2 separate regions of the Danio rerio genome follow, and region 2 is linked to region 1. The links are chromatin contacts, called in public HiChIP or PLAC-seq maps. All regions are on one chromosome and are shown on one strand. Each heading gives the region's core, a stretch centred on a gene start, on an enhancer-like site or on the middle of the called end of the contact. The rest is flanking DNA. Distances are from core to core; before and after follow the strand shown. Region 1 holds the start of ube2v1 (ubiquitin-conjugating enzyme E2 variant 1). Region 2 holds the start of nab2 (NGFI-A binding protein 2 (EGR1 binding protein 2)).

Region 1 (7,004 bases), core at 2,892-5,391:
GAGCTCGGTTGTAGCGAGTGCTTACTTGAGTTACTGTTGCCTTTCTATCAGCTGGAACCAGTCTGGCCATTCTTCTCTGACCTCTGGCATCAAGAGGTCAAGGCATTTGCGCCCACAGAACTGCCGCATACTGGATATTTCCTCTATTTCAGACCATTCTCTGTAAACCCTAGAGATGGTTGTGCGTGAAAATCTTAATAGATTTCTGAAAACCCCATGCTACGTTCAAAGTCACTTAAATCCCCTTTCCTCCCCATTCTGATGCTCGGTTTGAACTGCAGCAGATCATCTTGACCATGTCTACGTGCCTAAATGCATTTAGTCGCTGCCATGTGATTGGTTGATTAGAAATTTGCTTTAACGAGCAGTTGGACAGGTGTACCTAATAAAGTGGCCGGTGAGCACATAAGTGTATATACTGATATTTACACATTACTCCTCTTATCCGATTAATCAATTGATTACTACAGTAGTAGATTACTTGATTGTTAAAATAATCGATAGCTGCAGCCCTAATCGAGTGCAATGGAGGAGTGACAGATGCGCTTGTAATTATACTTAATCCAGTTGTACAGTTGTAAAACACAATAGCCTTCATCATAGCACAATAATCAATAGTGGCGGAGTGAACTGACCCTCGGGGGCCCGATGATCATTCCTCTCCAGCGTGTGAGGGTCATGTCCTCATCGTCTTCCAGACCCCAGCTCACCGTCCCGTCTCCAACACCCTTCTGACCCTCCTCAAGCTCCTCCAGCAGCCGGAAGTTACGGGGGACTTTCACGCCTGCGAAAACACACACAATAACATGAGCATTTACCGCTCAAATAATGCACAAAACAGACACCGCAAGGGAAGCAGAGCTCTGAAGGCCAACAACCATAAAACACAGGACAAAAAGGTAAAATATGAATCCATTCAACCCTTAAAGCCATTGAGCTGGACTTCCTGAAGGAGAGCATAAAGACTGACCGGTTTTTGACTAACAAACAAAGGATTAAAGACAGCTTTAGCTGAGCGTGATAACAGATAACTTGAAAAGGGAGTAGACAAACTTTATGGTGACTTGAGAAAGCCTAGTTTGAAGTAGTTTTAAAGTTAAATAAAAGTAGTGTTTAAGAAGTTAAGTTCGAAACAGTTGGCACTAGCATTGTCACAATACTGGAATTCGGTACCAATCGGTACTGCAATTTAAAAACGTCCATTTTACGATAATATTTGAGCGCAATCTTATTTGCCATTGTGTTCACATGCTCAACAGAAATAACTGTGATTGGCTGTGAAGGTCATCAGTTCACCGAACTCATCGCTGTTTACCTAGTGTAACCACTGATAAAGAGACACTAGAGCGTTTTAAAGCCACAAAGATCAGTCGATTCATCAGCGGATCACTCGTATGTCAGCTTATAAACAGACTAGCTGATCTTCGCAGCTTTAAAATGCTCCAGTGTCCCTGTATCTGTGGTTCCACTCAATAAACAGCGGTGAGTTGGGTGAACTGATGACCTTCACGGCCAATCACAGTCATTTTCTGTTGAGAGTGTGAACACAATGGCAAATCAGCGCTTTCTAAGAATGCGCTCAAATGTAAGCGGGAAATGGACGTTTTTAAAATTTCACTACCGAATTCCAGTATTGTGACAACACTAGTTGGCACAGTGTCATTTTCAAAGCTTTTATTGAGCATTATTACACTGATGTCTGGAACACTGGATTCTGATCGATCAGTTGTGACATTTCAAGATAACAACCGCTAAATAACACAAATTTGTAGGTTAGTATATGCTTTATTTAGTCAGTTTTTTCTGTCAGCTTTGTTTTGACTGTTTGGCGCCATCTTGTGTCTGAATAATGCGCAGGTTAGTGTATACTCCATCAGCTGTTTTAGTTTCTGTCAGCTTTGCATTTAATTAAAGAATTGCTAAACTATTACAGCTCAAAACAATGTTATGTGTTTAATATTTATATTTTTGGGCAAGTAGTCATGTAATAAGTGGGATAAAGTACAGTCAGACGGTTGTTTACACTGAATAAAAGCCATTCAGTCGTATACAACAGTGCTCTGCTTTGCATCAGGAGACCGATAAGCCTGTCAAACTATATTCTAGATGTTTTTTATCCCTTGCTTGGTGTTTAAATTGAATCGCAACATACTACAGTAATTCATGTATATTTTGTATATATTGTTAGATTCTCAGTCCTTAAGCTTGTGCTTAAAAGAACGTCTATTTGCTAAAAAACATTTCGTCCCCTTGGAATACTAAGCTTACACTTCATCCCGCTCCATTTTCGACCATGTTGAAATGTATTTCTTTTATTAATGATATTTTATGTATGATAGTTTTGTTCGAAAATAAATAAATCAAATCAAAATTATAAAGGTTCTATCTGCCATCTGAATTATTTTGAGATATTGAGCTTCAAAGTTTTTACATTCCATATAGAAAACAGTGTGTGTAACATTTGTTTTTTTAAATAAAAAGTCTTGTAAACAACTTTATTAAAAAAATACCATAATGTAAATAAGTTGTTATTTAATAAGAATATATCGATAACTCAATTGATAAAAATGTCACCTTTTAATTGGCGATTTGTGAACACAAATAGAAGAGTAAATGCTCTATTAATTTACATTAGAGGATACAATATTTTAAATAGTAATGCTAAATAACAAAAACGATCAAAAACAGCCCTTTTGAGACCTCCAAGAATTAATTTAGATTGTAAGTGATTTTGCTGAACCCTTCAGTTTACATTAATTTAACTTATTTTTAAAATAATCGTATTTGATAGTCAAATTTGTGCAGAAAAACTACAATACCCATCATGCTATGCAGAATAATCCAACAGACATAAAGAGGAAAATGTAAAATACATTTAGTTCCACCCACTCCAATGAAGCATCATAGATGAAAGTTAATTTCGCTGATCTCACAATATCCTATAGGTTAAATTTGATTGTATCCCTGGCAATGCTTCATGGCATTGTAGTTCTTTCAGTCATTTAAAATAGAGTATTGTGTATTTGTCCGGATTTCAAATATTTCTTTGTTTCAAATCAAAGTTCATGATGCGGTGGTGTGGTTCATGGCTTAAAATGCTATAACAAAGACTATAATTCTCTGTGGGAAAAATGAAAGGGAAATGTACTTTGGGAAACAGTGCTGCTAGTACGGCACAAGTGCACACTATAATACAAAAACAAAACAACTGGTGGTGTCTAATGTAAAGTTAAATTTAGCATGTTCATGCTGTAAAAAAGAGGTTTATATGTAATATGTAAAACAATAGTGTGCAGTTTCACTTCTGCAATTATATTTATATAAAGAAGGCAATTGTGTGGCACAAACCACCAAGCTAAAGAATGTGAGTTATAAGTAATTACCTAAAAATGTATTTAATAGGAAATTACCTCTGTACACGTGTTACAGAGACTACAAAACACTTATGAATTTATTAATATTCGTTTCTTTGTTTAAAGGCAAGACGTTAGGCGTTTTTAACATTAGGGTCTGCATAGATCACTGGCTGTGTCTCAAATTAGCGAGCTGCCTACATGGACAGCACTTTGGCTAACATTGTCAAATCTTAACGAATTAACAAATTTAAGATTTTAAAACATCACTCAAGTTCACCTGTTTCTAATCACATCCAGAGGTGTTGTCTAGCAAGGGCAGCTCAGGAGGTTTTGAGACACGGCCACTGTATTGTGTTGTTTCTCTATCATGACGCTGCAGTTGAATAAGCTACATGGCTAACCAACAGAATACGCATATAACATTAAAACCCTGTTGTATATTAACCCAAACAGATCAACAGCGATGTACGTGGATGTTAACCCACTTAAAACAGACCCAAACACAAACTCCATCGACATTAAACGCGATAAATGCCACGGTTTTGACAGGCTAATGCTGTGCAAACACACCCACATGAATGCCGAGAGCCTAAACACAGTAACACTGGTCGATACTTCAATGAAAGTACACTTCTTCCACGGTTTATCTCATCATAACACGCGTTTTGCATACGAAAGAAAGAAACAATCTGATACAAAGGCAGTTTTTCATAAATTTACCTGATCCGGCGGCGGCCGCCATCTTGTTGCTCAGCAGCGGGGACGCGCCAACAGTGAACAATCGCCTCATGAATTATGCATGAAATAATCGGTGAACCTGGAAATTGAAGTTCAATATAATGCGCTTAAGTTAGTCATCATTTTCTACTTAATATGCTTGTAAATATTGTAAATTACTGTTGTAAATGTCGTAAATTCATCCCCTTAAATAGCTGAAATAGCTTTTTTTAAGTTATCGATATTTTTATCATATTTTATACAATATTCACATTAAGTTTTAAGTTGTTTTATAGTCTGCAGAAATAAAGTGTGTATTATAGTTTGTTAAAACCATAACTTGAACTTTAACGTTCTATTTGTCGAAATCAGTATCAGAAACTAAATCTAACAACATTATCACATATAATAACATTAAAGATTAGTAATTCATGTTTAAACATAAACATACGACTAATAAACAAATAAATAAATAGCCTTTAGACCTAATAAAATGTTGTCAGATGGAATCAAAAACATTGCACATTTCAAACCAAAATGCATCACAATAACAACTGATGTGCACTTAGTAGATTCATTAGTAGCTAGATAATACCTTCATGCACTGTGAGGGGTAAAATAAATATATTTCTTCAATTTCCGCTATGCTAAGTAAGTCACAGGGAATGTAGGAAGCACTACTAGCTTTTGAATGCTAAGCAAACACTTAACATCCCAGGTAGCAAAGAATTCTGGCCCAGATTTGGCATAAATCTGGCACAGCAGGCTTTCATCCGGCACTGGCATACATACTGGCATGTGGGCCAAACATGGCCCTGGTTTGGCAGAGGTGGCTCCGTCTTTAAGGTGGCATACAATACTTTGGCCAGATATAAATTGTAGTATTTGGCCCAGATGTTAATAATGGATATGTGGGACATGTAAGCTCTGCTTATCTTGACCCAAATTTAAAATACCTTGTTATTATTTTCAAATAAAAATAAACAAATTCTACCAATCAGGTGGCCTCAAGAAAAAGCACGGCCATAGTGTGCCAAAAGCGCAATGATTTGTGGGTTTATCAATTTCAAATGCAGTCGTGACTCACCAACATATCTGGCCCAGTTCAGGCTCAGTTATGGGTTATTACCTTTGCCCGGATATGGTCCATGTTTAGCCTTTATCTGGAAGTCAGACTTGGTCCAGTCATGTACCGTAATTCACTGCAGCATGTGGGCCAAGCAAAACCTGATTGTGTGGGCCAGAACTGGCCCAGAGATATTTCCCTGCTGACAAATCCAGCTTAAACCAGCCTAGGTTGGTTGGCTGGTTTTAGCTGGTTCACCAGCCTGGTTTTAGAGGGGTTTTGGCCACTTCCAGGCTGGTTTTCAACCATTTCCAGCCTGGTCTTAGCTGGCCAGGCTGGAAAATGACCAGCTTAAACTAGCTTGACCAGCCTGGTTTAAGCTGGACATAGCTGGTTTTGGCTGGACTCCCAGCCTGGCTAGGCTGCTTAAGCTGGTTTTAGCTGGTCATCTCCCAGCCTGACCAGCTAAGACCAGGTTGGAAATGGCTGGAAACCAGCCTGGAAATGGCCAAAACCCCTCTAAAACCAGCCTGGTCGACCAGCTAAAACCAGCCAACCAGCCTAGGCTGGTTTTAGCAAGTCTTTTTCAGTAGGGTTTGCTTTGTGGGATTTAAGCTAATTCATCTATTTTAGTTGGAATCTACACTTCAAATAAGGTGTAACTTAAAGTGTAACCTAAAATAGGCCTACGTTTAAAAACGGATTATTACAAAACTCTGTCAGATTACAAAATCAATAATTTCATCACTACAGTGGCCTATTTGACATAAGCTGAAATATTTACACAAAAGCTTTAGCCCTGAACTTTGAATCTGCTTAAAGTCAGAATTTTCTCATTCGTAAAAGGTCATTTTAGTGGACTCAATAGTGAACAGTAAGATTATGAGGCGCTTATTAATGCAGAGATGCGGTTTAAATTACACAATACAGCAACCTAGCAAACACACACTAACCTGTAAAACATATCAAGTGATATATGTCTTTTTCAAAATACTCACATACATTTGTCAAGTCACCTTTATTATAATGCTTTATACTATACAACACAGAACAGCACCTTTACAGAGGCAAACAGGACAATATTAGCAATCAATATAGTGTTTAACAAGTCCACAGAAATACAGCAAAGTTTTTTCGGTTGAGTGTGAATTCAATACTAATAATGTCAATAGTATCTGGATGCAGCCTTTATGATGCAAGCTGAGACTGCATCACTCAGCGATGCAATATCAGACACATTGCACTCAAATGGAGCTAGTGACGTCACTGTGACGGGTAGAGTTAGGGGTGGGGTTAGGTGAGCCCATTAAAAAACATTGGATGCAGCCCAGATTGCACTGCACCAGGTCTGCAGCCAGACCCCTCTCATTAATGTTTAAGGGTGGGATTCAATAGTAAGGCAGCCCTACAGACCCCGTCTGAACCACATGAGAAAATAATTGAGTAATTTATAGTAAACACTAGTGTCATCATACTATAGGAAGGTGTAATTTAGTATATCACAGTATTTATAACACTTTGTTAAAGCATACTGTAATAGTAACTAGTGAACTGATAAACTGTATGGTATCCTTATATTGTATTCTTATAGTATCCTTCAGTTTTTACTACAGTAAACTCTGGTGTGTAATATAATATAACAATAGTTGTAGAAAACTACAGTAATGTGGAATTTGTTTGTATTACATAAGTTGTTATATTGCCACAGCTGATTAATTCAGTTACTTTACTGTAGTATAGTTTAACTATAATTTACTACAGTATTTTTGTCTTGTGGAAAGGAAGCAAAGGTGACTCAAACTCCATCAGGGGACATAAAAAATTATATTTTTTAATCTGAAGGATGCATTCTCACTGTAATTGTG
Region 2 (7,004 bases), core at 2,014-4,513, 200 kb before region 1:
CTACATAAACAAAACTCATATCGTAGCATTTAATAACGCTTTTCAAGCAGTTCTCAGATCAGAGCCACGAGGGAAGAATGAATGTAAACATGTAAACATCACATGTAACTTACTGAACTCTCCGTCCTGATAAAGTGCATTAGCATCGACTCTCCAGCTGCTGCCAACAGATGCTTTACAGACACAGCTTGTGTTTCTCCTCAGTGTTTATGTCTTATTGTCTTTATATGTGTTTAATCTCTTCATTTGCGGTGCTGTGTTGCTTTAGCGGATATGCTAACAGAGAAGCTGCAACCGCTAGCGTTGCTGCAGCATTACGGTAAACGAACGGCGTACAGGCGGTACAGCTGATCTCGGGTGTAAAACGAGTTTAAAGCAGCTCAGTCCGTCTTCTCGCCTATCTTTAGCTGCTTTCACTGTCCTTCTCTCTCCATTCCTGTTCACTTCCGGGTACAGCAGCAGCAGCGCGGGAACGTCACTTCCGTTTAAGTCATCTTTTCTGTCATCAAAGAGCTTAGAATGACCTAGAGGCGAGCGCCCAGCAACAGCCCCGGATTCCGCCATTTAGGAGTGAAAGCGATCGGCTGTCCATTGGATCTTGTTGCTGTTGCGATGGCAAGCAGCCGCTTTGTTTTTTATTAATTATGTAAAAAGTGCATCAAGGCTGAGATACAACCTGAAAGATGACAAAACAACACTTGCTATCACAATCATCAGCACTTTTAATAGTTTATTTTACAGACTTATAATATGCTGTTATTCCATTGGAGTTTTCATTCCAAAATGGCCGCCGCGCCATCTAGTGGCTGTTTACCGTATTGCACTAGAGTGTCGCCTCTAGGTGATTCTTTGCTGAAATTCTACATAAACTTCTTCCGTCTTCTGAAGATTTTTCAAGTGTATCTCCTCCTAAGCCTTTCAAGCTACATACTTTAAACTTTCGTCAAACCTTAAAAATGATCTGACTCAGGTTGTTATGTCTTTTCTAACTGATCCGACTTTCGGTTTTCCGAAAAACGACCTAGAAAATTCCCAAAAGTCCCATTGATTTAACATTTGTGAGCTCATATCTCTGCATCAGACTATCCTACAGACTAGAGTCTGGCCTCATTCAACACTGTCTAGCCAGCAGCCAATCACTGATGACATTTACACTTACAAGCCACCCCCTAGCAACCAGTTTCAGCACCCTAGCAACTGTCTCATAGACTGTTACTAGCTATTCTGACACATGCTAATAGTTTTAAAATCTTACTGACACACTAATCGTGCTAGAAACATGCTAGCAACACACTAGTGAAATACTAGTCATGCTAACACATGCTAATTCATGCTAACAACATACTAATTCAAGCTAGAAACAATCTGATTCATGCTAGAATCATGCTAGTAACACGCTAGAATCATGCTAGTAACATGCTAATCCAGGTTAGAATCATGCTAGTAACATGGTAATTCATGTTAGAATCATAATAACAACATGCTAATTCATGTTAGAAACACGCTAGTAACATACTAATCCAGGTTAGAATCATGCTAGTAACATAATTCATGCCGGAATCATTCTAATAACATGCGAATTCATGCTAGAATTATGTCAACAATATGCTAATTCATACTAGAATAATGCTAGTACCATGGTAATTTATACCGGAAACATAGTAACATGCTAATTTATGCAAGAATCATGTTAATTCATGCTAATTCATGCTAGAATCATGCTAAGTTATACTAGCAATGTTAGTAACATGCTAATGCATGCTAGAATCATGTTAGTAACATGCTGAATCATGCTAGAAACATGCAAACAACATGCTAATTTATGCTAGAATCATGCTAACAATGTGCTAAATCATAATAGAATCATGTTAACATTATGCTAATTTGTGTCAGAAGCATGCTAATTCAACGCAGGGTAGTATTATGCTATTACGAACCTCAGACACGGATCAACTTTAAAGCTTTTAAACGGGTTTGCTTTACTCTTTAAAGTGGTTGCATTGTTGACTGCTTTTAGTGGAAGGTAACATTTTGTCCATCATCAGAGGTCTCTGTTAACCCTGAACTGTTATGTGAAAATAATTAATTATTCAATAAATAATCCATAATAATTCACTTAATTGTGATTAAAGATGTCATCTGCTCCTTCCCCTGCAGAAAAACCCAGCTTAAACCAGCCTAGGCTGGTTGTAGCTGATCGACCAGGCTGGTTTTGGAGGGGTTTTGGCCATTTCCAGGCTGGTTTCCAGCCATGTCCAGCCTGGTCTTAGCTTGTCAGGCTGGTAAATGACCAGCTAAATCCAGCTAAAATCAGCTTGACCAGCCTGGTTTAAGCTGGACATGGCTGGTTTTGGCTGGGCTCTCCGCCTGGCTAGGCTGGTCAAGCTGGTTTTAGTTGGTCATCTCCCAGCCTGACCAGTTAAGACCAGGCTGGAAATGGCTGGGAACCAGCCTGGAAATGGCCAAAACCCCTCTTAAACCATCCTGGTCAACCAGCTAAAAATAACCAACCAGCTTAGGCTGGTTTAAGCTGGATTTTTCAGTAGGGTCAGCACTTAGATAATACATTTATAATTGTTTAAAAATTCTGCTTATCAGTGTTAGTGGTTATTGTGGTAAAGTTTATTCAAGCTAATTGTGATGTTATGAAACCATCATTTAATGCAATGTAATGTTTTTATTTTCTTTTTTTGTCACAGCACTGGGTGAATGCCATTGTTCCACATTAAAGTAGAGCAAACATTTATAAATCAGTGTAAAGTGCGTGGTCCTCCAGGTGGCGCTGTTGTTTCAGTGATTTCAGTGAGTGATTATTTTATAATCTTGAAGTAAACAATTAAAAAAGTACAACACAGGAATAGTGAGACAAGGCTATGGAGGTATATCTATCTATCTATCTATCTATCTATCTATCTATCTATCTATCTATCTATCTGTCTGTCTGTCTGTCTGTCTGTCTGTCTGTCTGTCTGTCTGTCTGTCTGTCTGTCTGTCTGTCTGACATTCTCTGGCAGCTTATTTTCTTTCTTTCTGTCTATCTATCTATCTATCTATCTATCTATCTATCTATCTATCTATCTATCTATCTATCTATCTATCTATCTATCTATCTATCTATCTATCTATCTATCTATCTATCTATAAAATTATTTGACATTTCATTTCTTCTTCTTTTTCTTTACATGTGCTCACCAACCAGAGAGAGTGACGTGTGGTGCCGGGGAATCCCGCTGCTCAAGCCGCGTCACAGAGCTCCGATCCCCGCCTACAGACACGGTGATCTCCGGCGCCCATCCACCACACACAACCCATGCGTTCTCTTGCATTAAAACCAGACTCCCATTTTAACTACATAATAGCGCTGTGTACATAATTGATTTCTACCAAACATTATAGGCAAACATGTTAATAAATGGAGCGAATTCCCCGTGCATCCACACCCGAAGAAAAGGGCGCTCCCCCCAGAGCCTAGCCCGGAGAGGAAGGCTCTTATTCGGTCAGATGGCGTGCCGCAGTCCGCCCACGCGTTTCTCGCGCCCACACAGCAGCGAAAGGAGCGTCATTAACTGAGCGCACAGCAGAACAGAGAGACAACAACACAAGAGTTTCAAGAACATTCACATCTGCAGAATAAGGTCTTACAAGCACAGAAAACAACACGAAATAGGGCGTAAAGGTTGAAGTCTAATTACAGAACCAAAAAGTTTGACTCGTTTGAGTGGCAGAAGTTTTCACTGGAGGCTCAAGATTCCGTCTTGAAGACTCTCGAGGTGAGTAGTTCAACTGCATGATTACCTGCATTTTTAGTGTAACTACTACAACTGTATAGGCTATTTATAGCAGCAGAAAAAGCTGAGTAACACCATCTCTGGATATGATGTTTACTAAGTGCAAGTTATAAAGCATTATAATGCTTTACAAATAGTGCATAGTTTGTGTGTGTGTGTGTGTGCTATCAGTTTTTATACACACTTAAATTGCTGGGTTGTTTTAGTTGGGTTAAATATGGAAAAACCCAACCATTGGGTTAAAATTTGTAATTTAAAATTAATTGAATAAACAACCCAGCATTTGTGTGTGTATATGTATATATATATATATCTGAATCAGCAAAAAGCAGTCAGAAAATGTTTATATTATATTTTACATTCATATAAAACCTCAATGAATCAATGAAACTGAGTTTTTCATTTGATTAAGGTTTACTAAATGCCTCAACTGTTAATTATAAAAACTTTATTGATTCATTAAGGTTAAAATGGATGCAAATCATAATGCAAACTACTGTAAGCAATCAGAAAAGCCCTGTGTCCATTGCATTGTTTTTCTGACTGCTTACAGTAGTTTGCATCATGATTTACAGTCATTATATCCTTAATAAATTGATGAAACTGAGTTATTTCAATTGATTAATATTTACTTAAAGTCTCTTAACTGTTTATTTTTCTAAAAGACAGTCTTAATTTGTAGATTACAGGAGTCATAAAGATAGATGTCGCTGGGGCATTGGCTTTCCAAACGTACCTCTTCGAATCATTTAGGTACTAACATCTACCTCAGCCCTGCTAAAAAATCTAGCTTAAACCAGCCTAGGCTGGTTGGCTGGTTTTAGCTGGTCGACCAGGCATGTTTTATAGGGGTTTTGGCCATTTCCAGGCTGGTTTCCAGCCATTTCCAGCCTGGTCTTAGCTGGTCAGGCTGGAAAATGACCAGCTAAATCCAGCTAAAACCAGCTTGACCAGCCTGGTTTAAGCCGGACATAGCTTGTTTTGACTGGGCTCTCCGCCTGGCCAGGCTGGTCAAGCTGGTTTTAGCTGGTCATATATATCAAAATATATCGTTTTCGATGTTCAAACAGACGTAATAACATTAACATCCGTCGTAACCATATATGGTTTTCCTAGATTGTTTGTCCTAAATTGTGTGTGCCTTAAACGTGTGTGGTTCTGTGGGCCTGCAGCTGGATATTATTGCTCAAAGCATGCACCTGTGACCGAAATGCGACCTCCGGAGGACAGTAGCAGACCCAAAATGAGGCACAGATTCAGAGTTTTACATGAGGTTATTAATTAGCAAATAATATAAATATTATGAGTGTAAACAGTTTCCATCACTAAAGAACATCTACTTCTATGCTAACATAAAGAGAATAAAAGGAAAGATGACAATGAGTTTTAATAGACCAGTCATTGTGGTAACATCTGCTAAATTCAGCTTATCGGCTAGCTTCCTGCTTTGCTCATGTTTGATAGTTAACACAATTCCAAAACAACGTGCAAAGCATGTGAAATGTTATATATTGATAGTATATTCAAGCTCATATCATTTTTAAGTAATTAAAAATACATGTTTAGTTCCTGATGATCAGTCCTGTGCAATTTCAGAATTTCATATACCCCTGTATAATCCATACATTATTGTCTTGTCTTTTTCTTTTGCTTCCACGTTTAATTTAATGGCAGCTCATAGGACTGGTAAAATGTTGTGAACACCAAACACAGCATATTTGAAGTCTCTAACACAAATCCTCCAGCACTACCAACAGCTCAGATGTTCACTCATGTTTATGCTAATAATAGTCTGAAAGACTAGAAACACCTCTTTTTTTTCTTCAGATCACTGAAGCTGATTGCACACACACTCCGTAACTAAACCAGTTCATCTTTTAGACTAGTGTTTTTCAACAACGTACCTGTCCTTTGTCTCCCTACTGAAAAAAAAACAGCTTAAACCAGCCTAGGCTGATGTCCAGCTTAAACCAGGCTGGTCAAGCTGGTTTTAGCTGGATTTAGCTGGTCATTTTCCAGCCTTACCAGCTAAGACCAGGCTGGAAATGGCTGGAAACTAGCATGGAAATGGCCAAAACCCCTCTAAAACCAGCCTGGTCAACCATCTTAAAACCAGCCAACCAGCCTAGGCTGGTTTAAGCTCGATTTTTCAGCAAGGCTGTCACACCCATTACATTAGCTTCTCAGCTAATGTTTACGTTTGCATTGTTTTTATATTTGCTAATTAAAAACACAGAACGTACATTTTCAAGTGAAAATAGCTGACTTTACTCTTGTTTTTCAGATATTTTCGCCTATTATGTTTCTTAAATATCTCCAAATAGTATTTATTATACATTTGAAGAGTCAAAAACGGTCATACAACACTTTTAAGTTACAAATTCGCAGCTGATCAGGGGCCTCATGTACGAAGACTTGCGTGGAATTCTTACTAAAACATTGCGTACGCACAAAGCTGTAAATGTGCGTACGCAGAAAAAAATTCAGATGTATGAAACACTGCGTACGCCGAATCTCACGCATATTCTGTTGTACATCTGAATGAACGTGAAACTGAGCGCAACATGCACGAGCGCAAAACCCCTCCCTGCCTCCTCCCCCGTATGAATATGCTAATGACTATGCTAATGGCAAAACCCAACGAAAAAGCAACGGCAAAATCAAGCAAGAAGAGAAACTTTGAACAGAATGTGAATTGGAGGTGCTGCTTTCGGAGGTAGACCAGAGAAAAGCGGTGTTATTTGCAAGTTTGTTCTCCGGAATTAACAACAAAAGAAAAAAATAGAGTGGGAGAGTTTAGCTGATGCGGTCAACACAGTTGGGTCTGAACATCGCACTGAGTGCATTAAAAAAAGAAAATAGTGTGGTTTATATCTGTAAAATGTTGCAGCAGTCTTAACAGTCTCAGTGGCGCGTTCGTAAGACGTATGTGGTCATGTTTTGACACGTTCGAGCATGAACTCGGCTCGAATCCAGCGTCTGACGAACTCTTTCTTCTTTTTTTCCCCGCTACATATCAGATTTTGCCAACTATTCATCACGAGAAAGACAAGTAGGAATCATCTATAAGTTTGTGCATCATATTTTATTTGCACATTTATTGAATGGAAATGTTTCTGATTCACGCATGCAAATTCATCTTCAGATAGTGTCTTTATAGCAATGTGTGTGCAGTAGATAGCTCAGATTACATTGGGAAAACAGGCGACCGCTGCA

The links. HiChIP or PLAC-seq counts read pairs in DNA pulled down with a chosen protein or histone mark.
Region 2: a contact with region 1 is called in an H3K4me3 HiChIP or PLAC-seq map of embryo, with 2.2 times the contacts expected there. The contact joins the promoter of nab2 here to the promoter of ube2v1 in region 1. A contact is called at or near these places in 1 of 18 Hi-C or Micro-C datasets (an unstated tissue) and 1 of 4 datasets of contacts at active chromatin or transcription factors (embryo).

What each region holds. Positions count from the first base shown.
Region 1 is chr11:2,443,241-2,450,244 of GRCz12tu, reverse strand. It overlaps ube2v1 (ubiquitin-conjugating enzyme E2 variant 1), which reads right to left and starts at 4,141. Exons shown (of 4, transcript NM_001037402.2): 1 at 4,077-4,141; 2 at 636-784. The coding sequence starts at 4,098. pip4k2cb (phosphatidylinositol-5-phosphate 4-kinase, type II, gamma b) reads right to left here. Exons shown (of 9, transcript XM_021479691.3): 9 at 6,139-7,004.
Region 2 is chr11:2,637,762-2,644,765 of GRCz12tu, reverse strand. nab2 (NGFI-A binding protein 2 (EGR1 binding protein 2)) reads left to right here and starts at 3,263. Exons shown (of 7, transcript NM_001114482.1): 1 at 3,263-3,770. It overlaps dnajc14 (DnaJ (Hsp40) homolog, subfamily C, member 14), which reads right to left and starts at 438. Exons shown (of 9, transcript XM_073916240.1): 1 at 114-438.